Regions from separate parts of the Mus musculus genome. Here all the other regions are linked to region 3. Evidence: chromatin contacts called from public Hi-C and HiChIP or PLAC-seq data. All regions are on one chromosome and are shown on one strand. Each heading gives the region's core, a stretch centred on a gene start, on an enhancer-like site or on the middle of the called end of the contact. The rest is flanking DNA. Distances are from core to core; before and after follow the strand shown. Region 1 overlaps Cdkal1 (CDK5 regulatory subunit associated protein 1-like 1). Region 2 overlaps Cdkal1 (CDK5 regulatory subunit associated protein 1-like 1). Region 3 overlaps Cdkal1 (CDK5 regulatory subunit associated protein 1-like 1).

Region 1 (2,700 bases), core at 82-2,581, 130 kb before region 3:
GAAAGCATGGGGATGAATACAGGGAAAACAGCAGTTTGCTTTAAGGAAGTTTTCTTTTTAGAGTCTGGAGATAAATTATGATTTAATTTGTTTCTGCCATTGGCCTTTGAACGTTAGTAATAGCAAATTTTATCAATTGTACATACACACACTGATGGAAACGTGTTAGGTTTCTGGAACTGTTGTCCGTGCTTTCCTCTCAGGTGATATAAAGTCCTTGTAAAGTACATTTGCTCAGTTTTTGTCTGATGAACAGACAAAAAGATGTCCTTTCTGGGAAGGACCAAGTCCTTCCAGTGGGATTATTAATTTACCTTCTCCCATGAGTCTCGGGAGAACTGAGCAGCAGTGTTTTGATAGGAACAGCCTTTGTGCTTTCTCTGTAAATGAATGTATGTTCAAAAACCAGAATGCCCAAGTCTTGACGCACATAAATCAAATGATTCTCTTTGTCAGTCAACCCTTCTCATCTCATAAACTTTAGTCTCTAAATCTTCTGACTAATTGGCTCCTTATTTGTACATACCTCTATTCTCCAGTAGCAAAAATTCTGTCCTCCAAATAGTATTTGCCCAAAAATATTCCTGATTTGGGTTTTACTTTGCAGTTGGGTTTTCATTTATGGTACGGTGCCCTGTAGGTTTTAAGACAGACTAGACACCATAAACAGGGTGGCACTCGGTGTTTGATACACCATGGACCACACCTGCTCAGCTTCTGTGTGGCATAAATGGGAGCACGTCCACTCTGGGCTCATCACTTCTCAGTCACATGGTGAGATGTTTGTGTAGGGAAGAAAGGTTTGGGAATATTGACATGTGACCTCTTTCTTACTGATTGCTAAGTAATGGTGGCAAAGATAATAGAATAACAAGTTTGGCAGTTATATTTTCATCAAGAAAATAAATACATTTTCCTATATTCGTATTGCTAGTGTAGACTTCACAGTTATGTGATGTAGAATAACTTTGGAAACAAGTCAACTGAACATCCAAACATTTGAAGCAATTTTCTTGTCTAGAATGGACTCTAAAGCAGCCTGAGGGCTGGCATTAGACTGTGCAGCTCTGACAGACTCATTTAGGCATTGAGGCAGTTTCCAGAAAGTCCTGAGCTCAGGATTATCTCGTCAGTATTCAGTTAGGTAGGTAGTTGCTTAGTTGTGAGTGTGGGAAAGGTGTTAATTATGAGAGCATGAATGACTAAAGGGAGACTGTGTCACCAAAAGTGACCTCTCCTCTTTAGAATGCTTCCTTGGGTCTCAGTGGGGCTTTTTCATACAGCAATCACTGCTTAGAAGTTATATAACATAGTATCAGCTCACTCCTTTGCTTAGTCATTCCTCCTGAGGAAACACTTGGATTCTTTCCAACTTGCTAGCAGCTCCTAAGGGTTCTGCGTGAGTTCTTTTTTTGTTTTCTTTTCTTCTTTTTTTTTTTTTTCTCTTTTCCTTGCTTTTGCGGTGGAGGCCATAGCCACAGGTTACAGTGTACAATTAAATAGAAGTATATGTATGCTATTATTATAGCTAATATATAAATGTTGGATGATATAAAACAATCGGGCACATTTGTATCTTACTGTTTTGTGGGTTCACTGTACATCTCTGCATACTTACATCAATTTTAGCCCACGTGGGGCAATTCTTTTGAAGTAGGTTGACAGCTTTCCAGTTAAATGTCAGAAAGAAGCCTAACTGTTAGATTTGAAATAAACTGATTTCTCTTGGTTCAGTGTTAGCCTCACCTTTTGAGTGGCAGGACTTGAGCAAACTCAGAGGTCCCCTGCATTCTACAATGCTCCCTTTAATGACTTGGAGGCTGTTGTTTGAGTTTCCCAGGATTGTGTGGGTTATTGTTATATCTTTGCTTTTATGGTATAGTTGTGGTCTTATCACAGTTTGTTCCATGCTGAGTCACAGACAGGAGAGCAGCAGTCCATGTTTTTATTATTCCTGTGAGGAAAGGCAGACTTTCATGATGCATTTTCCAGGAATTCATTGTGGAGAAAAACTGAGACAGCCGGTGTATAAAACCAGACACATACGCAGTCTTAAGGAAGATGTTATCAGAGAAAATTGTTTCCTTTCCAGACACTCGGGGTTGTTTGGGTATCTTTATCTGTGATTGGACATGACCTCATGAATTATGTTGTCCATTTACGATAGCTACTAATACTGGTGGTGCTCAGAACCTTCTTGGCATGCCTCAGCTCTCTCCCCTCCTTTCCTGCTCATCCTTTTCCTGACCCCCTCACCCTCTGGCCTTCCAGCTTCCATGCAGCCTGGCTGCTTACTTAGTAGGGTACTTACTTAGTGGTCCAGCTGTCCTCCAATGGCCCCTGTGCCATCAGCATTTGCTCTATGGCTGAAACTGGCTGAAGAAGTTGAACACTTTGATGCCCCTAGAGCTGTCTTTCTGGTTCCCAAGTCTTTCCTTTTGATGGTATTCCTCCATGTTCACATTAGCCACGCTGAAGCTTTTCTATGCAGTTTATGGATAATTCTGCAAGAACCAAAGCAACACCTCAGCCATAGGCTGGGACTTGCCACAAAGGGCCACTTCATCCACCCGCTGCCCACAGGTGCCACTTAGACATTAGCCTCTCATCATCCTTCACACCCCAAGTGTGGCCTGGGGCACACTCAAGAAGCTCTTGATGGGCACAGGGGAGAGGTGTGATAATGACTGATCTGAAAAC
Region 2 (2,700 bases), core at 111-2,610, 240 kb before region 3:
TATATGACAGTAACAGCATTTCGCTGTGATGACAACATTGCTGAGAAGTTCTGTACTGACACGAAAGTGGAGCCTGAGGCAGTGAGGGTTTGGGGTCCAGGCTGAGTACTGGTGCAGGTAATCTTGTCTGAGGATGCTTTTCAGAGTCCGTAGCAGAGCATCTACCTCTTTAATGTACTACACCACTTTAGAACTTAGCTGAAATAACAACAAATTGTACTGGTACTATGTGTATGGTTGACATTCATGTATCAGTATTCTCATTTTAACCATTTCTTAATTCTTTGGGGGGAAAAAAAGAGCAATTTTAATTTCCCAAGGCTTGAATTTACATCTGAGTATCTTTGCGCAGAGGCTTATGGGGAGGATCAAGTCATAGGGATCTTGTTATTGGATCGACTGCCTGCTTTCAGGTCAGTTTCCCAACTAATGCATGGGTGTGGCCATCCTCATTCCACTTTTCTAGAGAAGAGACCCTGGCACAGACTGAGAGAGAAGCCATAATCTCAGAATCTGACTTTATAATCTGAGCCTGCCCTGTCCTCTCTGCTCATGTTCTGTCCATAGTAGCAAAGCCACTCAGGATGCTCCTGGGGTGTTTGCAGGCACATTTTCTCCATCCCTATCTAAACTCCTATGGGCAGAAGCTCTGTAATTACCTGTCAGCTGGAATAGTGTTTAATCACCCTGAATTCACGGAGATTCACTAACGTAAGAGGAGAACATGCCTGGAGAGCAGGCAGTGATGCTTATAGGCACCCCCTTGAATAACCCAGGAAGAAAACTAGCCAGTCTCTTTAATTTTCAGCCAAGTCTTGCTTATGTGTAGTAAACAAGGCTGTTTTGATTTTGCCACTTATTACTGCAATGAGGGGATTGTATTCTGACCTGCACATGCAAGCTGGTCAATGCCGGCACCGCTGATAGTTTTAAGTGAGGAGTCCCCTTCCTCCTGGGTGGAAATGGGTCTCAGCATCTCCCACAGCAGTGACTGCAATGGTGGTGAAATCTGCAAGTCTCTCTTCCTTATTTATTGGATCTGGCCTCCACTGATAACACTACATTTTTGCCCCACTCTGCAGTTATATTAGACCCTTAAACTTAGACTCTTTGTACTTCATCATTGTAATTTACACACTGGGCTGGGACATTCCCTTCAAGACAGTTTGTCTTGTGCCTCCAGCTGCTCCCCAATAGCCATTGTGCTGAATAAGCACTTAGTTCAGTATGTCCTTGATACAATTAATGCAGGCATCTGCAGAAGCGGCCTCGGCAGCAGCAGCTGCACTGCCTTATGGAAGCCAACTTCTGCTTAGCATTGTGATAAAAGAAATAGTTTGGAGCTGAAGCTAATGTTGGCTTATTTTTAGCATAAAGAGAGTTGCACCTGCCAGGGCTGGGAGAGGCCTGAGGTTTGTTGATTACAAGGTCTTGTTAGTGCCATTGTTATTGGTAAAATGGGCATGATGTCATCCTCAGGAAACCGAATTGGCACCCCGTCGAGTGACAAATAATTTACTCTCTGTGGTTTTAGCAGCATGGGCCTTGTGTTCTGAGGAGTGGAGTGCCGGAGTTTTCACAGTTGAGTGCTGGGGCACTGCAGAGGTGTGCGACAGTGAGAGGAATTGATACTCGCTGGTAATCAGCATGCATAGCAATGGCCAAGGTGTAATGAAACATAAGTGCACAGTTAGGGTACCAGGTGGGGCCCTGGGGCTTCGCATGCACTGAGACCACAGCGAGCAGCCCAGCAGCACCATGTGGCAGATCCTCGATTTCTCATTAATCCTTCTGTCCCCTAAGTCAGGGCCCCATTGACTTTAAACAGCACTTCATCTGTTCAGTGTCTCCTCTCAGCAGTGGATGGAGGTGATGTCATTCATGATCGCGGCTGTCTGCAATTTATTAAAATAAATCATCACTCTGATTTTGTTTGGGAGTGATGCTCGCCATCCTTAGTGGCAGTCACGTGACTAGTCAGTCTAAACTGCTTACCATTGCAATAGTTATTTTAACAAAGCAGAGCAGCTGCTTATTTAAATCAGCCAAATGATCTTTGGCCTTTGAAACAACTTACAAATTAAAGTATGATATACATGTAAAAGAGTTAATAGCTACTAAAATGTATTTTCTTTGCTTATTTAAAAACTGTATTGTATTTATAGAAGCTGATGCGGCTTTTGCTTTATGCATCACCAAGATTCTCTTTCTGGCATGTTTCAGAATGAGAGACCAGTGAAGGAAGTGTGCCACGAATGCCACTGGGCTGCATACTAAAGAATGGCTGAAATACTAAAAGAGACAGAGTGCCCGAGGTCTGTGGCGTGAGGAAGTATGTTTAGAGCTTGCTGAAGGACTTAACTAGTGTTAGGGCAGCACAGGGAAGGCCCGCAGAGAGCTCCCATCTGGCTGCTTTGGTTGTGATTGGAAGGCACTGCATCTGCCCTGTAGAACACAAACAGTGTTAGTAAAGACTTTCCTCATCACTGAGTTTTCTAGGCTACATACAGCATGACGACGTGCGGTATCTCAGGATACTCTAGGTTGGACTCTAGAGCCGTGACTGTATCTTAATACCATCGGCTTAGTGACTTTACCCACAGAAGTAACCCTCCTGGATTTTGTCGTGTGATACTCTGAATGCTCTGAAAATGGAAAGTGGCCTATATGAATGCCCAGCGATGTGGTGCTGAGGATGGG
Region 3 (2,700 bases), core at 118-2,617:
AATATGTGCTTGAGCACAGGGCATATGAGAGGAGCATGGATGGGCCTAGTACTGGTTAGGACCATAAAACAGGGACTATGGTCTAGCACAACTCTGGAGTCCCAAGTCCTTTACCACATATTAGAAGGCCTTGTAGGATTTAAGTGCTCCCCAAAGGCTATTTCAACTATGTACTGTCCCACACAAAATATTATAGCCTTCAAGTGTCTGGACAACTTTCAGTCTAGCTTCAGTGGTCCCAGCGTCTCCTGGTGCCTGCCATACAGTAGTCCTAGAGGAGTTTGGAAAGCCCAGACAGACTGCATAGGTTTTCCCAGGCAGGCCAGCCAGTTGGCTGCTTTTTCCTGTGCCATTCTGGGAGCTGCAGCAAAGGTTCCTGTCTGCATCTGTGATAAACAGCTCTCCTAGAGCGGCCACAGACCTGGCTAGATTTGGCTTCAGTCCACAGTGCAATATTGTGCTTGGCAGCTGAAGCCATTATGGGAAAGGGGGGGGAAAAATCAAAGAACTCTCGCACCAAATTTCCTTTTGAGAAGGGCATTACTGATCAAAAAGTAGTGTTCAGAACTGATAATTGCTTAGATTAAATGACTGTGTCATTTTTTTTTATTCATCTTCTGGCTCAGCCCTTACCCCAGAATAGATGAATATTAGAATTCATTGAGACTTTTGGTTTTTTTAGCAATCACTCTAGAGAAATAAGTTTGTTTGCTTATTTGGTTCAGTGGGATCTTTTATTCTTGGTTTAAATATGTGCAAAAAAAAAAAGTCCCCTGTCCACAAGTCCTGTCTGTCTCCCCGTGTTGAATTTCATGTATTTTCACACTTGTCTGTCATCCAAAGGAAGCACAGAGACGAGGTCTGAACCAAGACTCTCATTTAAATTGCATGATGTGTGCATGTACGTGTGCACCCAGCTAATTACAGGTTGCAATAGAATGTGGTAGGATTTCAATTTCGCTTCATTATGTCTCAGACAGGGACATAACATTGAGAAGGAATTGCTAGGCTGGGGGAAGAGAAGCACATAGGTAGAAGTAAGTTTCTTTCAATGCAGACTTTTAAGGGGGATGGGATTTAGTTTGGGGTCTTGTTTTGTTTTGTTAGGTCAACAAAGACCTCTTTCGGTGGGAGTCCTATCAGATGGATAGCAGGACTTGCTTGTGCTTAAGAAGATCCATTGCCCCAGCAGAGAAGACTGAGAGTGCAGGTGTCTGGTCCTGCAAGTGGATTTTTCCCCCTACTGCCCAGATGCTTGGCTAACAAAGCAGAGGCTCTCCAGCTCTGGTCTCAGGGTCTCCCGGAGCTAAGCCTAGAAGCAAGGGAAAGGAAGGATAGCAGGAGAGAATAATTGCTATTCAGTCTTCTTTAATGAGATGTATGGCCCGCTGCTGAAAGATTGTGGCTGTGTCTTTTGTTATGCTAATTAGACACCATTAGAGCTTGGCAGTCTTTGATTTCTGCTTAATCCTCTCTGCTTCCTCGGCCTCAGTCCTGACTGGCAAATGGTTGGCAGATAGTGGGCTGTGTCTCACCACACTTGTTATTTATCACTCCTGTGTACACTGACTTCTCTGGTAGAGAGGTGGATAATAAAAGATTTATTTTACCAAAGCCGGTATGTGTTTTGGGCATTCTTTTTTTTTGGCTTAAAGTTTTTTGTTTTTTGTTTAAGTTTGGAAATGAGCATCCCCCTCTCTGCCTTTTTTAAGTTCCTCTGCTATTGCTGTTTCTGTGGCCACTTTTTCAGTCATAAAGAATATGTGACAGTTTGGATCATCTTTCTCCTAGTCCCAGGATGTCCCAAAAATCCCAGTGTAAAATCTCAAATTGATTACACCCTAAAATGTTAGGGAAGCTGTAATTTGGAGGGGGTTGGAGAGACGCAGGAATAATTTAATGGCCCAAACAACAATCGAGCCTGTCTTTACAATTTGCAGATACAGCTGCCTTCTTATCTAAGACTTACCTGAATGGCCCTCTTCTGAATAGTACAAGGGGTGGTGTGACCTGTGAGAGTCTCTGACAGCATCACAGTGATCTAGAGTACCCATGTGCAGGAAAAACTCAGGGTAAACTACAGATTTTTTTTTTAATTTCCTGCTAGCCATATTTTTTAAAATGTGCTCAAGTCCCCGTTCCGTGTGTGTGTGTGTGTGTGTGTGTGTGTGTGTGTGTTCCTAAATTCATGAATATAGCCTGCTTGATCTATATAATGTTACTTGTGTGCATATATTTTCAGGGCTAACCATTCAGTATTGGACAACCCATCCCTTCCTGTTCAGCTCATGAGACTTCATGGGTGTAGCTTATGACACTTCTAGGGAACAGAGTCTCTCAGAAAACTGCCCGTTCTGGCTCCTACAACCTTCCTGTCCCCTCTTCTCCAATGATCCTGAATCTTAGGTGTAGAAGTCGTGCTATAGATATCAGTTGGGACTAGCCTCCACAACTCTACATACCAATTGGGGGTGGTTTTCCATGGTTTTCCCTCTGTTGCAAAGAGACGCTTCCTTGGTAGGGATGAGAACTACACTTGTCCAGATAGACCTGGAGGAGGGTCCCCAGTACCACCTTTTAAAAGTGAAAAGAAACTGGTACACTTAGACTTAATCTTATATATAAGTCAGTTTACCAAAAGTGGTGTTTTAACAAGAAAACAGTCTAAGCCAGGCGTAGTAGTAGTGGCGCACACCTTTA

The links. A called contact is a pair of places that touch in the nucleus more often than the background predicts. HiChIP or PLAC-seq counts read pairs in DNA pulled down with a chosen protein or histone mark.
Region 1: a contact with region 3 is called in a Hi-C map of the N1E-115 cell line, with 2.7 times the contacts expected there. The contact joins two enhancer-like sites. A contact is called at or near these places in 5 of 484 Hi-C or Micro-C datasets (the N1E-115 cell line, adipose-derived mesenchymal stem cells, embryonic stem cells and 2 more) and 1 of 9 other capture datasets (embryonic stem cells).
Region 2: an H3K4me3 HiChIP or PLAC-seq map of embryonic basal ganglia shows a contact between it and region 3, with 2.8 times the contacts expected there. The contact joins two enhancer-like sites. A contact is called at or near these places in 1 of 15 datasets of contacts at CTCF or cohesin (pro-B cells), 9 of 484 Hi-C or Micro-C datasets (the AML12 cell line, the HL-1 cell line, the N1E-115 cell line and 6 more) and 2 of 115 datasets of contacts at active chromatin or transcription factors (embryonic basal ganglia and neural progenitor cells).

What each region holds. Positions count from the first base shown.
Region 1 is chr13:29,502,257-29,504,956 of GRCm38.p6, reverse strand. The region is part of intron 11 of Cdkal1 (CDK5 regulatory subunit associated protein 1-like 1); the gene reads left to right. Among named protein-coding and RNA genes, the nearest start is that of Cdkal1, 350 kb to the left of the region's middle. Within about 2 kb of position 1,331, at least 102 of the 459 cell types and tissues checked have an H3K27ac peak or open chromatin away from gene starts, as enhancers often do. A contact at or near this core is called in the N1E-115 cell line, where this site is marked.
Region 2 is chr13:29,609,256-29,611,955 of GRCm38.p6, reverse strand. The region is part of intron 9 of Cdkal1 (CDK5 regulatory subunit associated protein 1-like 1); the gene reads left to right. Among named protein-coding and RNA genes, the nearest start is that of Cdkal1, 250 kb to the left of the region's middle. Within about 2 kb of position 1,360, at least 64 of the 459 cell types and tissues checked have an H3K27ac peak or open chromatin away from gene starts, as enhancers often do. A contact at or near this core is called in embryonic basal ganglia, neural progenitor cells and stem cell-derived neurons, where this site is marked.
Region 3 is chr13:29,369,803-29,372,502 of GRCm38.p6, reverse strand. All of the region lies in intron 13 of Cdkal1 (CDK5 regulatory subunit associated protein 1-like 1), which reads left to right. Among named protein-coding and RNA genes, the nearest start is that of A330102I10Rik, 350 kb to the right of the region's middle. Within about 2 kb of position 1,367, at least 68 of the 459 cell types and tissues checked have an H3K27ac peak or open chromatin away from gene starts, as enhancers often do. A contact at or near this core is called in the N1E-115 cell line, embryonic basal ganglia, neural progenitor cells and 1 more, where this site is marked.